Linked DNA regions of Callithrix jacchus: region 2 is linked to region 1. Evidence: chromatin contacts called from public Hi-C data. All regions are on one chromosome and are shown on one strand. Each heading gives the region's core, a stretch centred on a gene start, on an enhancer-like site or on the middle of the called end of the contact. The rest is flanking DNA. Distances are from core to core; before and after follow the strand shown. Region 1 has its middle 55 kb from the start of DUSP1. Region 2 overlaps ERGIC1 (endoplasmic reticulum-golgi intermediate compartment 1).

What was found. A called contact is a pair of places that touch in the nucleus more often than the background predicts.
Region 2: a Hi-C map of skeletal muscle shows a contact between it and region 1, with 5 times the contacts expected there. The contact joins two enhancer-like sites. A contact is called at or near these places in 2 of 3 Hi-C or Micro-C datasets (induced pluripotent stem cells and skeletal muscle).

Annotation. Positions count from the first base shown.
Region 1 is chr2:65,064,516-65,068,291 of calJac240_pri, forward strand. No RefSeq gene overlaps it. Among named protein-coding and RNA genes, the nearest start is that of DUSP1, 55 kb to the right of the region's middle. Within about 2 kb of position 2,021, at least 10 of the 16 cell types and tissues checked have an H3K27ac peak or open chromatin away from gene starts, as enhancers often do. A contact at or near this core is called in skeletal muscle, where this site is marked.
Region 2 is chr2:65,253,625-65,257,400 of calJac240_pri, forward strand. All of the region lies in intron 3 of ERGIC1 (endoplasmic reticulum-golgi intermediate compartment 1), which reads left to right. Among named protein-coding and RNA genes, the nearest start is that of RPL26L1, 55 kb to the right of the region's middle. Within about 2 kb of position 1,692, at least 10 of the 16 cell types and tissues checked have an H3K27ac peak or open chromatin away from gene starts, as enhancers often do. A contact at or near this core is called in skeletal muscle, where this site is marked.

The DNA.
Region 1 (3,776 bases), core at 771-3,270:
CCATACCACTTTAAGCTGTCTCATGCAGAGGCTGGAGTCCTCCTGCCACTAGGATTCTCACTGTCACCCCCAGCAAAGACCCCTACAATAAAAATAACAGCAACAAAAACAAATGGCCAGGCGTGGGGGCTCACACCTGCTATCCTAGCACTTTTGGATGCTGAGGCAGGTGCATCACCTGAGGTCAGGAGTTTGAAACCCCCTAGCCAACATTGTGAAACCCTGTCTCCACTAAAAATACAAAATTAGCCCTTCGTGGTGGTGCACACCTGTAGTCCCAGCTACTCGGGAAGCTGAGGCAGGAAAATCACTTGAACCCGGGAGGTGAAGGTTGCAGTGAGCCTAGATCACACCACTGCACTCCAGCCTGGACAACAGAGCGAGACTTCATCTCAAAAAATAAAAATAAAAAAATAATACTAACAAATCTTCCAACCCTCACTGAGCACTGCCAAGAGCCCTGCCGCATTCCAGGCATGTTACTTGTACAGACCCATGCAATCATAAGAGAAGCCCTATGAAGGGACCCCTGTTAACACCCACATATTCAAGCAAGAAAGCAGGCATAGAGAGCTTAAGCAATTTGCCCAAAATCCCCCAGCTGACCAAGGCAAAAACAAGACTAAAAACCCAAGCAGGCTGGAGCCAGAGACCAATCCCTTAAACACACACCACCCAATGCGCCAAGGAGATAAATGAATCTCCTCACTGAGGCTGAGAAGGGCCTGTGAAATCGGGCCAGTCCGCCTCCCAGCCCTTCTCCCACAGCTGCCCCTCCCATCTGACTTTGGCTTCCACACTCACCAGACTTCCTCCCTGCCCAGCGCCTTTGCACATGCTGCGTGCTCTAGGAAAACTTGCCCCCTGACTTCACCCCCACTCCCTGCTCATAACTTCCAATCAAGCCTCTCCCACAGGGGTCTTGGCTGCCTGGGTCATGGGCAGTCCCTCGGACATACGCTCTCGTGCACCCTGAATTTTTCCTCCTCCACGCATTTCTAACACAGAATGTGATTTTTTTTTTGAGACGGAGTTTCGCTCTTGTTACCCAGGCTGGAGTGCAATGGCGCGATCTCGGCTCACCACAACCTCCGCCTCCTGGGTTCAGGCAGTTCTCCTGCCTCAGCCTCCCGAGTAGCTGGGATTACAGGCATGCGCCACCATGCCTAGCTAATTTTTTGTATTTTTAGTAGAGACGGGGTTTCATCATGTTGACCAGGATGGTCTCAATCTCTTGACCTCGTGATCCACCCGCCTCAGCCTCCCAAAGTGCTGGGATTACAGGCTTGAGCCACCGCGCCCGGCTCTAACACAGAATGTGTTAATACATCTGTGCAGACGCGTGAATATGTTCCCTGATGGACTGTGAATGTGGGCAGAGCACCCATCGTGTCTAGCTTCATCCAATGTGCCCCCGATGCCTATTCCAGTGGCAAGGACTCCGTGGGCACTCAAAAAATGTTTGTGGACTGGATGGATGAATAAAGAAATGAATGCATCCCCGCAGATGGGGTGCTGCCAAGTCCTGGGGTCAGACTCTCTGCCTTCCAAGCCTTTGTTCCTTTATTTGATGACCGCCAGAGGGCGCCAAAGCCCGGGAAATCGCCAGCCCGATGCTCGGGACAGCCACGTGGACTCCAGGGAGGGGTCCCCCACCGAGGGAAGGGGGCCGGGCGCCCATCGGGTGGACGCCGTGGCCTCCCTGTAAAGCACTGTGGGTGAATAGAGACTAAGGCCTGGTTTGACGCCTTCCCCGGCAGCTTCTCAGTTGTGACCAGCAGACACTCTGTCCTCAGGGTAATGGCAGAAATCCTTGCTGCCCCCATAGGAACTGAGCCCAAGAGCCTGGGGGAGGAACATATGTGTTTGTACAGCAAACATTCGTGGATGGAGCCAGCCTGAAAGGGGACTTCTAAGTGGGAAAGAAAAACAAATACTGGCCCCTTACTCTCACATGCCTTCAATCCTGGCAACTCCAGGCTGGTAGGCATTGCTGTTCTCCATATCTTCAGACAGGGAAACTAAGGCACAGCTGTACCCAGTGGAGCTTGGTGACGCCTTCCCACCCCTTGCCTGCCTACTAGCTGCCCCTGCATCTGGCTGCCTCCTCATCAGTGGTTCTCACAGTGCAGTCCCTGAGCAGCAGCGGCAGCTGTCCACCCAGACCTCTGGGTTTTGAGCCCAGCAACCTGTGACTGAAAGTGCTCCAGAACATTCTGATGTGCATGCAGTCAAGTGTGAGAGCCTCTGGTCTACACCAGCCCTTTCTCAGGCCTGGGCGACACACCTGGAGGACCCTGAGGGAGGGGAGTGACAGGTCGGGCTGCTCCATGGGAGGTGAGGCCAGTGTCCCAGGCTGACAAGAGCCCCCTGGGTGGGCAAAGTCCACCAGGTGGAAAAGCCCCAGGAGATATCTTGCAGCTTCTGTGCCCACTCAAAGCCCAACAGACAGCCCGAGGGCCGCAGAGGGTTGGCGAGCACTGGCCATGCGGGTTCCCAGCACCCTCCCCTGCCTCCCCGGAAGTGGGCCTGCACAGCTGCCATCCAAACCATTCCCCTGTAGACTAACACTGGAGAACTGCAGGCTCTGGAAGTTCAGCCAGACCCAGGTGTGGATTCCAACACATCTGCGACCAGGTACAAACCCTGTCCCTTTGATCCTTGGACTGCTCCCAAATAGAAGATGATCATTATGAAAAAAATGAAGGTGGTTTAGAGAATCGGGGTGGCTTGGGACTTTTAGAGCAGGAAATGGGGTTTGGGGGCTGGGACCAGCAGCAGATCATGAGCAATGAATGCCATCCTCAGAGCACGGATTTTGTCCCTGGGGCAAAAGCATTACCCCAGGCTGGCAAGATCATCAGATTTGAAGTTCCAACATTGCACCTGAGGGGCTGAGCTGATGAGGAGGCCATCCCTGTTGGGCTCCTGGCAACAGCTCTGGACCAGACTGCCTGGGTCCAAATTCCCGCCCTTCCCCATCCCCATGACTGCAGGACTTTGTACGACTGACATAACCTGCCAGTGCCTCAGTGGCCTCATCTGTCAAAGGAAGATAAGGGGATTTTTCAGGAGCATCAGATGAGAGGACTCATGTAAAGTCCATGCCTGAAGGGCCCCATCCGGCGTAGCCGGTACCGTCAATCAGCGAGACTGGCCCCGACTGGTGGAGCAAGCTGAAAAGAGCAGTCGGTGAAGGCGCTTTGTAGGCAGCTTTAGGAACAGCATGGCCTCGGGGGCACAGTGTAACAGGACTCCCTCCACTCCTGGGTGTCCCAGGGAGGGAACTGATGCCCGAATTGGACACCAGCCCCCTCCTCCTCCAAAGCCTTGGGCCTGGCCCTGTACACATGACCCAGCTTCCTGTTTGTGATGCCAACACTGGAGGGAGGAAATTCAGTGCCCGCGCCCTGGGACTGGAGGGCAGGAATGTGGACGTGTTGACGTCAAAGCGTGTCCTAGTTCTGGGGAAGTGGGATGGGAAGGGCTTCCTGCTGAGCCGCCTTTGATCCCAGGCCTGAGCTGGGAGAGTGACCCTGGATAGCCGGCCCAGAGGGAGTTCAGACACCCAGAGCTTTCTCTGATGGTCACGACTGGGGCGAGCTCAGGGTCCTTCCCCAACATAGCTGTGTGGCCTTGGGCAAATCAGCACGCCCTTCAAAATCCCTTACCTGTAAAGCGGGATTAAAATTGTGTATCTCAGAGCATGAGCTGCTCATCAGATGTGTAGTAAGCTCCTACTGTGTGCTTCATCCCTAGGATGAAGCTGCCCTGGC
Region 2 (3,776 bases), core at 442-2,941, 190 kb after region 1:
CTCTCCTTCTCTCCCAGGGTCAACCTGGACGCTCTGACCCCACCGAGTCCCTGGAGAGGTACAAAGCTCATGGGTGAGGGGAGGAAGGGGACTAGGTACAGTGGCTCACACCTGTAATCCCAGCTCGCACCTGTAGTCCCTTCTACTTGGGAAGCTGAGATGGGAGGATCACTTGAGCTCAGGACATCCAGGCTGCAGTGAACTGTGATTATGCCATGACACTTCAGCCTGGGAGACAGAGCAAGACCCTATCTCAAAAAGAAAAGAAAAGAAAAGAAAAACAGCAAAAACACAGGGGACATTTTTTGAATATTTGCCTTGCATCCAACCCTGTGCTAAATCAGCAGCTGGAGAGAGGGAGGGAGGCAGGGATGAATAGAGAGACCTGTCCAGAGCTAAGGCCAGAGGCTCCAGAGATCAAGATGCAGTGACCCTGATGCCCTCTTCCCCCTCTGCTGCCTCCTCACCAAGGTGCAGGAGTTGCCCAAAGGGAATCTGCAGGATGAGCCCTAGGATCTCCTGAGCAATCGGGAGGAAAAAGCATCGCCTCTTTGGGGAGAGGTACAAAGCCTAGGGGGGGTGGGGGCAGTTGTCAGAAGCTTGTGACCCCTAGAAGGCCCTGCCGGTTTAGGAAGAACTGAAGGTCACAGTTCTCTTTTTCTGGGTGGCTGGCCCTCTGTGACAGTTTGTGGCTACAGCGGGTCAGTGCCCCCTCCCGCCACCATGAGATTGTAAGTTAAGGAAATGAGGTCACCGTTGGCTAGATCAACATGGCTCCAGCCCCAGCCTGTGTTATCAGTGACATAAGATGCTTATTCTGGCCTGGGCCTGGTGGGAGGCACATTTGTTTGGGTGGTTGGGCTCCAACCTGGCTTTGGACAGGCTGGTAATTATCCTTGGGAAAGAGGCCCCACAGAGTGTTCTGAAACCCTGTGTTTTCAGGGAGCAGGCCCCTCCTCAGGCAACCTGGCCACAGAATGTTCCAGCCTCTGACTGCCCAGTCTCTGACTGCTCTCAATAATTATTAACCTCATGAGATTTATACTAATAAAATGTAGTAACTGGAACTTCCCATTGATAGTTTATAACATAATATACTTACGGTACCTTCCATAATATAACTCATGGATTTATTATGTGCATGCTAACACCTAGCTCGGCACTTTATTTTTATTTTTTGTTTTTTTATTTGTGTTTTGAAACAGGGCCTCGTTGTGTTGCCCAGGCTGGAGGGCAGTGGCTGAATTATGGCTCACTGTAGCCTCCACCTCCCAAGCTATCCTTCTGCCTCAGCCTCCCAAGTAGCTGGGACTATGGGCATGAGCCACCATGCCCAGCTAATTTTTTAATTCTTTGTAGAGACAGGGGTCTTCCAGGCTGGTCTCTAACTTCTGGACTCAAGTGATTCTCCCACCTTGGCCTCCTAAATCCCTTGGCTGGGATTATAGGCAAATGTACTGCGCCCGGCAGGTCAGCACTTCATAATGGTCATCTCATTGATCATCACAGAACCCCTTCAGGTAACTACTACTGTGCTCCCCATGTTACAGCTGGGGAAACTGAGGCACCAGGTGGCCAAAACCACATGAAGCAGTAAGTGGTGGAAGTGGAGTCAAACCCAGATCTGGGATGCTAAAGCCCAGACTCAGCACCTCTCCTCTGTTGTACCCCAAGCATTTTGGGGCCCCAGGCTCATGGCAGGCCACTGCTTTTTGGTCAGAATAGCTGACTGGAGGACATGGATGCACCCTTCCAGGGTAAGGTGGCCAAGCAGGCAGATGGAAGCCCAGAAGGTGGGAGCTTGGAGGTCACCTGGAATCATGTTCACACAGAGGCTCCTCGTAGGAGTCTGGAGTGGGGAGCAGTAGCTTAACCAGGAGGGGGAGCTGGAAGTCTCCAGGTTGCCTGCCTTGAGCCTGGGTTATGGGCCAGGCTGGGTAGAAGGCCCCAGGTGTCGAATTAAGGAGCATGAAGGACATTGCTGTTAGCCATAGGAGGCCTGAGGGCGTCTGAGTATGGAGTGATGGGTTTATGCCTCAGACAGCTCACCTCTTGTGAAGGCGGGTTTGGTGTGGGGCCATCCAGAGACCAGGACCCTGGTGGGAGCTGGGTGATGAGCCAAGGCAGAGGGGCCGAGGGCGCTGGGACTTTGGCTTTGGAGCAGGGGTGGGCAGAACCTGGCGGCTGGCTGTCAAGGGATGTATTTTAGACATCCACCTGGTTGATAACAGATACACACACTTTTACCAGGACGAGTCAGGATCTGAAACTCAGGGTTCTGGAGTGCGTGCTGGCAGAATCGCCCTCCCTCCCTCCACCCCACCCCAAGCCCTTGCTGCTGGCCTCACTGCTGCGTAAGTTTCCATTCGATCAAATTTTGAAGCATGGAGGTCAGAGACTTCAGGCAGGAATCTGAACTATTTAAGGGCCCTTCTAAAAGCAAATAAAATTGTTTTGTATAGATGTCATTGGACTTAATGCCTCAGACTAGAATTTCAAGGCCCTCCACCACATTCCATTCACACTCCCCCCACCCACGCCTCCCCGCCTCCCTGCCCTTATGTATCTCTCCCTACAAGGCCACTGCCCACCCACACCCCCCACCCTCCCACACAGTCGCCACGCTGGGCCTGACTCCCTGACGCCATCTGGCGTCCCCCACCTGGAATGTGCCCCGCTGTGTTCCACCAGTGCACGCCTTCCCTGCATCCTGGGAGTTCTGCTGAGGACTCCCTCCTCCACTTGGGCTCATTCCACAGAAGTTTGTGAGAACACGCTCTGTGCTGAGGCTCAGGGAGCCCTCATCCTGGGGATGGTGACAGGACTGGGGGAGGCTTGTGGGACAGACGCAAGTGAACCCCTAACCACCCTTGTACCCTGTAGGCACCCGGGCCATGGTGGGAATGGGCACACCTGGAGATGACGAAAAAGGACTAGGACACCTGCATCACCAGTCTACAAGGGTGATGGCCCCTCAATTTTTCACTGATTCCCATCCCATCCAGGCAGTGCAATGCCTTGGAAAGAGCATGGGCTGTGGGCCCCCTGTCCCTGGGCTCAGATCCTGCCTCTGCTTCCTCCTGGTCCTTTGATCTTAGCCAGCCATTTGTACTCCTCTGAGCCCAGTTTCATCAACGTGAAAGGAGAACAGTACCCTTGTTAAACACTGGATCAGCCCATTGAGCATCGATATTAATAATAATGATAAAAACAGTGGACATGTATTGAGCACTTACTGTTTACTAAGACCACACTTAGCATTGTTCTTGTTCTCATTTGATCTTTTCAGCAACCCCATGGCATAGGGTTGCTGCAATTGTCCCCATTTTATGTCTGGGGAAACTGACGGAGGGGAAGCCCCTTGCCCAAGTCAACCAGCCAAGAGGTGATTGAGAGCCAGGATTTGAACCCTGGTAGCCTGGGCTTCCACTGTGCTGCTGTATTTTCTTTACCAAGAAGAGCCTGGAATCAGCCCTTGAGAAAGATGAGTCACACACACACACTCAAACTCATACACTGACTCACACTCACACGCTCATTCACTCTCCTGCCCTGGGGCAGCCAGCAGCTTGATCCAGCAGTCTTCCAGCACCCTGTGAAGTAGATGAAATCTTTATTCTTACTTTTTTCTTTCTCCTTTCTCCCTCCCTCCTTCCTTTCCTTTCTTATTTTCTAATTTTAGTGAGGTATGTGTAACTTACATAAAGCAAAGTGGGTAAATCTTAAGATAGAGGCTTGATGAATTTTCACCTGTGTTTACACTTGTAACCATCTGA